2 separate regions of the Mus musculus genome follow, and region 1 is linked to region 2. Evidence: chromatin contacts called from public promoter capture Hi-C data. All regions are on one chromosome and are shown on one strand. The core of a region is the stretch at or near the end of the contact, and the rest is flanking DNA. Distances in the headings are between cores, read along the strand shown.

The links. Promoter capture Hi-C pulls out the DNA fragments that hold promoters and counts their contacts.
Region 1: a contact with region 2 is called in a promoter capture Hi-C map of embryonic stem cells, with 6 times the contacts expected there. The contact joins the promoter of Tlr5 here to the promoter of Vmn1r1 in region 2. A contact is called at or near these places in 2 of 39 promoter capture datasets (embryonic stem cells and hippocampal neurons), 1 of 484 Hi-C or Micro-C datasets (embryonic stem cells), 2 of 115 datasets of contacts at active chromatin or transcription factors (both in embryonic stem cells) and 1 of 9 other capture datasets (embryonic stem cells).

Annotation. Positions count from the first base shown.
Region 1 is chr1:182,952,468-182,957,549 of GRCm38.p6, forward strand. It overlaps Tlr5 (toll-like receptor 5), which reads left to right and starts at 2,321. Exons shown (of 4, transcript NM_016928.3): 1 at 2,321-2,415.
Region 2 is chr1:182,154,646-182,160,487 of GRCm38.p6, forward strand. It overlaps Vmn1r1 (vomeronasal 1 receptor 1), which reads right to left and starts at 3,453. Exons shown (of 1, transcript NM_001166728.1): 1 at 2,533-3,453. The coding sequence starts at 3,453. The coding sequence ends at 2,533.

The DNA.
Region 1 (5,082 bases), core at 1,071-3,570, 800 kb after region 2:
GGCTGTGTAGCATCAAGAACAAGGGGCTGGAGAGAAAGCTCAGTGGTTAAGAGCACTGGCTGCTCTTCCAGAGAACCCAAGTGCAGTTACCAGCACCCACATCTAGCTATTCATAACCTCCTGGAACTGCAGCTTCAGGGGATTTGACGTCTTTTTTGTGGCCACCACAGGCACACACACACACATACACACACATACACACCACACAAACCAGGAGTAGTAAAGAACTAAATGTGAATCCAGGAGAAGACCCAAATTCAAAGGTCAACGTTCAGTTTTTACTGAATGCAAGTTACTTTTGCACCATGACACACAGACATATATATGTGTGTGTGTATGTGTGTGTGTGCATGCATATATATATGTATATGTGTGTATATATATACATATATATATGCATACATATACACACACACATATACACACACACACATATATATACACACACACACATAGAGAGATATAGATTCACAAAGAGAACCACCATAAATTGGAGACTATCTAGAAGTGTTAGGTGCGTTCCTTTTGAAGATGTGATGTGAGAAAGGATGGGGAGCTATTGGCCAAGGCAAAACCATGAAGAAAGAACACTCCAGCTACTGCATTTCATTCTGACAATGAGTCCTGGAGCCCAATAACCAGAATAATTATCCCACATCAGGTGTCAATTAGGGTGGGGCCTTAGGCGGTCCCTTTCCATATTCCTAGCACTCCTGGGATAAATCCCCTCTGGTTTTAGGAAGGCAGTAAATGGCACCCAGCCCTCCCTGGCATTGTTCTCAGTCCCACCCACATTATAGGAAGGCCCTACCTCCTGGGCTTACAAGCCTCCTCCTCCCAGCTGCAGAGCAGGTAGGCAGGGTTGCAGTTCCATCCCTCTGCACTCAGCTTTCGAGAGCCACTTGAGGCAACTTGTCACATGGGCTTCAAGCTGCCAGCCGAGGAGGGAGCTGAGAAGACTGTATAATGAGATCTTCCTTGGTAATTAAGTGCTGGGCTTTGTTTTAACCTATCTCTCCTGCCCTGCTTGATCATATCACCTAGCTGTCAGGCCACGCTGGAGAGTGTGAATCAACCTGGGATTACACCCCAGCTGCAAGAGGCAGCTGTCAGCTTTTGCCCAACCTCCATGCGACCCCAGTCTTACTGCAGACTGTGACACTTCTGTCCTTGAACTGGGTTTCACCCCCAGAAAGCGACTGACTTCGCCACCTTCCTATACAAATCCCTTCCTTTTAACACTCCTGCAGCAGCAGGCTCCTGACTTTTCTTTCCTTCAGCATGTCCCTTTCCAGAAAGCAGATCAACTCTCAACCCCACAACACCCCGCCCCCTCCTCCTAGGAGCAGGTGGAGGGTGGGAAGGAAAAGGGAAGTGAAGCCAGAAGGGCTCACAGGCCGGAAAGCTCTTGCGTTCTCTGAGGGAAATCACAACTTCCTTCCCTGGCCTTCAGTCACAGGCAGTAGCCTTTGCTGATCCAAATCTGACCTTCAGATATTTAGTATGGGGCAGGGGGTATAGTGCTTGTGGAAGCATGAGGACCAGAGTTCAATCCCTAACACACAAGTAAAGTCCACAGGCATGGTGATGGTACCTGCCTGTAACCCCAGTGCTGGGGAGGTAGAGCATCCAGTATCCCTGGGGCTTGTTAACCAGCTTAGCATTTTTGGTGAGTTCCAGGCCAGTGGGAGATCCTGTCTCAATAACTCAATAAACAAGATAGACAGCTCCTGATGAATGATGTGCATGTGTGGGCGTGTACACACACACACACACACACACACACACACACACACACACACACCTTCAATAGTTAAAATAGAAGGCGTAGCCAAGTAGTAGAGGGCAAAATGACAGCCAGCTTCACCCCTCAGCATCATATCTTCAAGATTTGGCACAGATCAAAGAGCACAGGCAAGAACAGAAGTAACTGCCCCGATCAGGACTTGCTGCGCTGGCCGTGTGTACAGTGCATCAGGATAGGATCTAGGCCGCCTTCCCTGGGTCAGTGCAGGCCTATGTTATCTCGATGGACAGTTAGGGGTAGCTACAAAAATCACAACAGGCCCTCTGCCTCCTGTGCTGGGCTCCATGATAGCCAATACCTACCGTCTGCCCCAGCTCTACTTTCTTTCCTACCTCAGTTACAAGGTCATTGCAGCAGAGATAGAGGTCTCCTCCCTGGCAAGAAAGCAGAGAGGTACCTAGGCTGAGGTACTTTGCCCAGAACTCAGAAAAGACAAGCATGGTCCACAGAGAAAGCCTGATCAAGAGTTGTGGGCGGGGCTCCAGCAGCGGGCGGTGTTTCCCTCTCCTCCCCGCTCTCCTGCTTTCCCGAGCCCAGCGGCAGCTTTGGTGCCTGGAGCCGAGTGAGGTCAGTCCTGGAGCCTGTGTTGTGGGAATCCCGCTTGGGAGGTGAGAGCCTTGTAGTTGCAAGGGGTCCAGCAGGGGGTTCCCTGAGACCGGAAGGGGCCCGGGACGTTGCTGGACACGTTAGTGCCCCCGCCCCTCTCTCTTCCTCCTGGCTTCGTCCTGAACCCTTTCAACTCTCTTTCCTGCCTGTGCTCTCTGCCACTCAGTGCCACGGAAACTGGGGTCCCTCGGCCCAGCGAGCTGAGAGTAAGCAGAGTGCCCAGCGGGACAATTCTAGGATTGACAAGTCACTTGCATGCTGGCTTTGGGACAAGGTTCCCTAGTTCTCTCTTCTGGCTTTCACCTTTGGCCCCACCCTCTGGAAGAGACAGGTATTTAACGCGCGCGGAGTCCGTTCTCTTGCTGTCTTCCTTGGAAAGAGGAAGTCGACAGTCACCATCAATTGAGCTATGGACACCTTAAAAAGACACTGCAGTCAGTGAAGTCCTTGGACACCCTCCGGGGCAGGGAGAAGTAGGGCAGCTGGCCCCGAGGCTGTGAAGAAAGAACTCCATCAGCCTTTGGCAATTACAGCCATTACAGTCATGGCTCTGCTCCGTAAACCACCACGGCTGGAATAGTGGTTGTTTCCTGAAGTGGGGTGGTTGGTTGTCTTGGGAGAGAGAAAGTCTCCCCAGGAAGGCTGCTGAGACCTTGAGGAATGGGAATGCATGGGGATTGCTTTCTCCCATTGGTGGGCTAGCCTTGTAATTAGCTAGTGTCTGGAACACGGCAGTCTAGCGCTGTGCGGCATGGGCCTGCAGCTTAACCGCAGGGCCTTTTATGAAGTGTTATTGAGGGTTAACCCCCTCAAGCACATGAACAATGCATTCCTCCTGTCCCGTACCTGGAAGGGGGTGTGGATGCTGACCTGCCACTGTCACACACATGTGGCTTGGTCTCTTTCCTCTGCCTTTCCTCAGAGGACACAACTCTGAATAGTTTGTTCAAGGTGTGTAGATCTTGACTCTGTTCACCTTATTCTTTGGGGGCAGAAACCAATCGTGAGGAACATCCAGCATGCTATGCAGTCAGGAGGGAACCCTGGGTTCTGCTATGCTAAATGCTTAGCCTTTCACATTGTGGTAGGATTCTTGGGGTGCCCCCGACGAGGGGTCCAGGCCAACGTTAATGATGGGGCGGTACAAGAAGAGTCCCTATTATAGTAATCAGGATGACTTAGTTCATTCATATGGGCTTGATGGACATCCTGGAAGACACTTCCATCCTAATTGATGGCCCAGGTTCACTCTCTTCTATCCTTTGCTGCTCAAACCTTTCTGATTCCACTGTGTGACTGCAAAGCTAATCTCGTCGGGTCTTAGCTTTGTCTGAGGAGGAAAGCCCTCTCCTGGGGCGATGTCTCTAACACAAAGGGTTCTTGGATAACTCCTGGTGGCGGCTTCTTCAGCTTTGTAGCTCTGCTGAGGATTGGAAGCAGTTATTGTGTCTGCCCTCCCTTGCTTTTAGTCCTATGGAGCAAGAGTTCCTGCCCTGCCAAATTCCTGTCCCCTGACGTGTTTGCTTCTTCTTCAGTTTGTGGAAAAGAATGTGGTGACAGACCTTCCAGGCGTTGGGGCCTCCCCGCCCTGGTACCATAGTTTTCTGAGCTGTGAGCCACAGCCTATGATGTCCTCAGCTCTGTGGGACAAAGACAAGGTTGGAGCATGGCTCCCACGGTTCTGAACTGTCCAGGTGTAGCTGGGAAGATAAAACCCCACACCTGTGAGACAATTAGAACGAAGTCAAGGCAAAACCATATAGCGGTGTCTGATAACTCCAAGAGGTAGGGTGTGGGGGGCTGGAAAAGGCAGAGTACACTCGAAAAAGCTGAGTGTTCAGAAGCTCAACTTAGAAAGCACAGTCAAGGATCAGCCAGGCAGAAGGCTAGCCTGGAGCTCGGGGCAAGCAGGCACTCCTGCTGACCACATGCCCTCCTCCCTGTACAGCTCCTGTTACATATCCTCTGTGTGTGTGTGTGTGTGTGTGTGTGTGTGTGTATCTCCATGCAGTATCTCTCCACCCACAACACTGGCTTCTCTCATTGTTTTGACTGTGCCTCATTTTTCTCTTTGTGCTTTCTCTCTTCTGCTCAGAAAATCTAATTCTTTTAGAGACTCGGTGTATTCCAGACTATCCTGCAATTCTATGTATCCCAGGCCGGCCTTAACGTCCTCATGCTGCTATCCCAGTCTCCCAAGAGCTGGGATTATAGGTAGGCATGTACATAAGGGCAGGTGCCCACAGAGGCCAGAAGAGGCCATCAGATCCCCTGAACTTGGAGTCATGGGTCGCTGTGAGCTGCCAGAAGTGAATGTCAGGAGGTCACCTGGGTTGTCTGCAGCAATAACCGCTCTTAACTGCTGAGCCATCTCTCACTGGCCCTGAACTTTACCTTACAACGGCGAGGCGCTTTCCCTTTTACACCAGTTACTAGCACTGGTAATCCTGGGGAACGCGTAAGCAGGCACTCAGAGTCGCTTAGGACTGTCACTGTCCTAAGGCCTGAGAGTGGTGAATGGTGAGCCAGGATTCACACTCAGCGTGCCTGGCTAGAGATTCATATACTTAAAACCCCTTTGTTGTGACACTCCAGACAAGTGAGCTGGCCCCTCGCTGTAGGCTCATGTTCACATCCCTGACACCGTCATCCAGTGTCACCAGACCAGT
Region 2 (5,842 bases), core at 2,203-4,702:
GCACATGTGGCTTCCCACAAGTACAGGTGAGCAAGGAGTTGGTGGATGACAAACAGACATGGACACCAGAGAGAGTGCTATATCTGAATGTAATTTCTCAAAGCAAGCACCAAACTTATAATACAGAAGAAAAATAAGAAAGCTAGATGATACATCAGCCAAGGTACATTGAGATGCATAATGGTTCTTTACACAAAACAGAGAAAATGCATACATAAAAGCTGGCAGGAGGGCTGGAGAGATAGCTCAGCTGTTAAGAGCACTGACTGCTCTTCCGAAGGTCCTGAGTTCAAATCCCAGCAACTACATGGTGGCTCACAACCATCTGTAATGAGATCTGATGCCCTCTTCTAGAGTGTCTGTCTGAAAACAGCTATAATGTACTTACATAAAATAAATAAATAAATAAATCTTTAAAAAAATAGCTGGCAGGAACCAGGCAGTGTTTACAACTGAGATAGGAACAACCCTATCTAAAATCAGCTATTCACAGGAACCAGGTGAAAGGTCTGATGCAATGCTAGTCTACTGTTAAACCCACCACCAGGGGTCCCTTAGTAAATACCTAATTATGCTTTTCCTCTGGGCCTAGTGAAAACATGCACCAGGGGAATTCTGTACTACAACCCTTTCATGAATAATACTTCAGTTCCTCCTAAAACCACAACCCACTTTCTTTCTACTATTATGTAATGTAGGCTGCCATTCATGTCTGTAATGAGAATTCTAAGTATACTATTTGAGCCAGCCCTGAGATTACTAGCTCCTATCCGGCAACTGTGAGATGCCTGATTGCTGTCAGCACTGGGGCATTTTGTCTGAATAAGTAACATTCTCACGAAATTCCAAGCCCAGGGTCAGCTCAAGGACTGCCTAGGACATGGGTGAAGGCCAGGGAGTAAAGTTCAACCTGATTTATGTATTTGTAAGATCATTTCTTGGAGGCACCTATAATAAAACAATACTGAAAGAAAGCACACAGATCCATTCACTGACTAACGCAGTGACAGGTTTGGAGCATTCATGCCAAGGTTCCAGGAGACTGAGTTCCCGTGAAACTCGGGTCTGCAACTGTGTCCCAAGATTTTGGGCCTGTCATGCAGTCTTCACTGGACTGGGTGTGACATAGTGTGCTGTGTTTTCTCCTAGATTATATATTCAGGCCTCACATAAAAACCATTAACCCATTTCTGCTAATTTTTAGGTATGAAATAAGGGTCCAGTTTGATTACTCTGCCACTGTCCTCTGGACCATTTGTTCAAAATAGTGTCCTTTCCCTGTTGTGTATCTTGTCAAAGGTCAGCTGAGCATGTATGTCTATATTTTTGGGGTTTTGATTAGTGTATGCATGTTTCTTATTATTTAAGAACCACAATGCTCCAGTTATTATAGCTTTATGATATATTTTGAAATCAGGAAACTTATCCTCATGCCTTTGTTCTGTCTCATGTCTTTTGTTTTGCTCATTGAAGGCCATTTTAGTTCATTTGGACTCTTATCTATGAAGATCACAGACTGAATAGTTCATAAAGTATAGATATGTATTTTCTCATTATTTTTAGATAGCAGGATTTCCAAGGCTGACATCTGACAAGCGTTCTGATATGTGAAATCTGAGTCTGATTCACACAGGAAGAACTCTCATTGGGGAATAACTTCTCTTCCTCCTTCTTTCCCCTCCCCCTTTCCTCTCTCCCCTTATCTCTCTCCTGCTTCCCCTCTTCCTCCTTCCCCTCTTCCTCCTTCCCCTCTTCCTTTCCCCCTCCTCCCCCTCTCTTCCTCTTTCCCTCTCTCCTTCTCCCTTTTCTTCTTTTTAAAAAAGATTTTTAAATTTATTTTATGTATATGAGTACACTGTAGCTGTACAGATGGTTGTGAGCCTTCATGTGGTTGTTTAGAATTGAATTTAGGACCTCTGCTCTCTCCAGTCAACCCCACTCACTCTTGTCGGCCCTACTCTGGCACAAAGATTTATTTATTATTATACTTAAGTACACTGTGACTGTCTTCAGATGCACCAAAAGAGGGCATCAGATCTAGTTATGGGTGGTTGTGAGCGTGAACTCATGACCTTCAGAAGAGCAGTCAGTGGTCTTACCTCTTAGCCTCATAGTGTATAGATCATAATATATAGAATTTTGATTCATGATCACAATCATGATAATAATCCATGATAATAATTTACATACCTAGTTATTGAACTAAAGGCCACCATGACTACTGACATATTAAAAGTGTTGAAAATTCTCATATATAATATGTGAGCTACTCTATGCTGTAATAATTCAGTCTTCCTTCGGACTACTAGAATTATTAGTAACTTTTATTATTTCAGAATGGCTTATGTTTCAATGGTAAACTATATATTTTTTGATGCTTATGCCAAAAGTAGGTTTAACGGAGAAAGCATTTCAATGTCTTTATTTTTATCTAGCCCAGAGATCATGTATGGTATGCCTTGATTGATTACCCTGAAGTCAATGTGCTAGTTCTTGTGAAGGAAGCTTGTTCATCACAGAATAATCAAATATTTACTGTTGGCCCTGTGTGTTTTTCAAACAGTTAATCATACGTTGTTCAGTACTGATGAACACCAAAGGACTGAACGTGGCATAACCACTGGACACAAACATCTGGACACAGCGATGGGTTGGGTCATTATTCCACATAACTCTCCAGGAGGAGGCAATGGAATCCAGACAGTACGTGACCAAAAAGAAGCTCACTAGCAACAGAATGTTCCGGACGGCCCTCTGCTCTGGGGATGCTTTGCGGGAAATGCTGGTGTTGTGAAGGTACTGACACTGCCTTTTATGTCTGCACAAGACAGTCACCATGTATATACTTGAAAGTACCATGAGCCCTACTAGAGAGGCATCCCGGAAGGCAGCCAGTATAGAAAGTAAGTGTCTCATGGTGTCACTAACAACCCAGAGAGAGCAGGATTTAGTGACCAGTATGAGAATGTGTGAGGTCACATTGTGGGCGGCCACAATGGAGTTTGAAAAAACATTAATGGACATGTGGAAGGCCCACAGGGAAAGAAAGCAGCACAAGTTGTGCCAGAGGGAGTTAGGTTTGACCTTTGCCAAACAGGAACTTCTGGGGCTGAGGAGGATGACCTGGAGGACGCTCAGGTGACATGTGGCACAAATGGAGACACCCCTCATCAGCCTGTACAAGGAGATCACTGATTTACATGTGAAGTCATCCCAAAACCCCTGGGACCCCAAAATGTCTGTAGCCATGGCAGCCATGGCCAGCAGCATCACGATGTGGCTTAGAGCCAGGACACCAATGGTTATGTTGATGGGCTTGTGCCTGAGTTCCTGAAAGAATGTGACCACGTGGGAGAGCAGGAGGATGGTGTTGGCTGAGACCCCAAAGACAATTTCAGAAAAAAAAGCATTTCTTATGCCATTGATATTGTATACTGGGTCGTTTCTGTTCATCTTATGGGGGAAAGGAACACACAAGGACACATCTGAAAGCAATGCAAGAAAAACCAGTTATTACCCACTGCTGTCGTTATCCATCTCAGCCCACACTATGGCTGTCTCGGAATGGATAAATCATGGTGTAGCCTGATCTGATCCTCATGTTCTCCAGGGACCATCCCCTCTCCCTTCTCCCCTCTCCTCCCCTCTCCTCCCCTCTCCTTCCCTCTCCCCTCTCCTTCCCTCTCCCCTCTCCCCTCTCCTTCCCTCTCCCCTTTCCCCCCTCCTTCCCTCTCCCCTCTCCTCCCCTCTCCTCCCCTCTCCTTTCTCCCCTCCCATCACTTTCTGGTCATGGCTGAATTCTATATCCTAATACTTGTTCCTGCAGTACATGTACTTTCTTATACTACAAAAATTACCATATAGTAGAGCAGATCTTACCTGAATAATATATATATATATATCTTTTTTTTTTTTTTTTTTTTTTTTTTTTTGGGCAACAGCAATGTCTTGCTTGGCTTTAGCCCTCCTCTTCCTCCTCCTTTTCTTTGAGACAGGATTTCATGTTGCACTGGCTAGCCTCGAAGACACTATGTAGCTAAGAGTGATCTTGAATTTCTAGTTCTCTCCTCCAGCACGCCCCCCCTCCCCGCCCCCCTCCCTGTCAGGTATGTACCATTATGGTTTGTGTGGTGCCTGGAATCCAACCCAGGGCATTGTGCCTGTGAGGTGAGCACTCTATCATCTGAGCTCCACTCTTAACTCCTCAATCTGCTTCCTCCCTCTTGATGTCAGTACAAAGTAACAGTTGTATCTTTTTGGTAGACTTAAATGAGGAAGTAGCATAGAAACAGAAATGAGGTCTTCCAAGTGTCAATGGATCAGATAACTACTTATCAGTATTAACATTATTGCTATTAGTATCAGTATTAACTTTATTCTAGCTGATGTATTACTAGAACAGATCTTGATACATCAACAGAAGGAATGTTGGTCCCTGTGGACTGATTCACACTGGTTGAATGAACATCCATGATCTGCTATACTATGAGAATGATCTTAAGTAGCCTATAACTCCAAGGTCCAGTCATCGTTTATATGAGAAAAGATGAGCTATACATACCAAGCTTGAGAGTGTTTCAAGTCTGTGATGATGTCTATAAAAAAGCAGCGATTGCTTTTTATTATTGTGTAGTTTCTCATACATGTAATGGGATATTTAGTACAGTTCTTTTAATAGTTGATCAATTCAGTCTCTGTTAAAAGATACAAAAGTTATCAAAAGCTTAGAATGGAATATAGTATCTGGTAGAATTTTAGATTTTTCCACTTTAACTTCCCAAGGTGGGACAGAGATTTCACATGGGTGGTGTTGTTGCTATTGTTTTGTTTTTAAATCATCATGCCAGAGTGACTAGTTCATTTGAATACAATCCAGCTATTAACTGGTAGAAACACAGGTTGATCAATATGTTTCTCTTTAGGTATGTGGAGTTGGTATGGTTGGTAGAATTGGAATTAAAGTAGGGTGTAACAATAAATTATTTCTTGGCTCTTTAGACCACAAAATTTTGCAAAATAGGACACTAATGGTGTGCCCCTCCCCCAGCCTTGAGGGGGCTGGATCAGACCTTGTCTGCCACAGTCAGCTAGCCCACCTAGGGTGGAATCTTCCGACCTAGGTAAAGTCTATTGTGTGCCCCATCTGCAGCTTCCTGCAAGAAGCCACCACCTGCTGAGCAGCTGAGCTTGTCTTCCTGAGGGGACCCTGACAAGGTGACAAGATCCTGGCATAGTTGGGGATGGATGGGTCTCCCCTCTTTAGACATTCAGACCCTAGAATTAAAGTTGAGCCTTGATCAGAGGACTTCGTCTTGGCTCACTCGTTATTTCTCTCGCCATCCTTCCCATCCATCCCCAGCTTTCCTTTCAGGAACCCAGGAACCCGTGGCTGCTGGCGGCTACATAACAGAATATAAAATTGTTAAAGATGCTTTTTATTTTTTTAAGCTCTTATTTTACATCCTGTGCACATGCCTGTGGGTGTCTGCAGGTGTGTGTCTGTGACTGCAGGTCTCTGCTGAGGCCAGAAGACAGTCAGTATATTCTGGATCTGATCTGTGGGCTCCTGATTTGGGTGTTAGGGACAGAGAGAGCATGGATCCTCTGTAAACTCAGTATGTTCACTTAAGTATTGAGCCATCTCTCTGCACCCAAGGTTTTTGTTTTTTGTTTTGTTGGCTGTGAAGAGTTTTACTGGGGGTGGGGGGCGCTGCAAAAACCCTGTAGTCGGACACCCACTACAAGCTGTATGCTTATGGGGCAGAAAGGGAGTGGGCAGAGGAGCTTATGGGTCAAAGATCGACTGTTGTTAGGAGTGATCACAGAATGGTGGTGAGCAGAA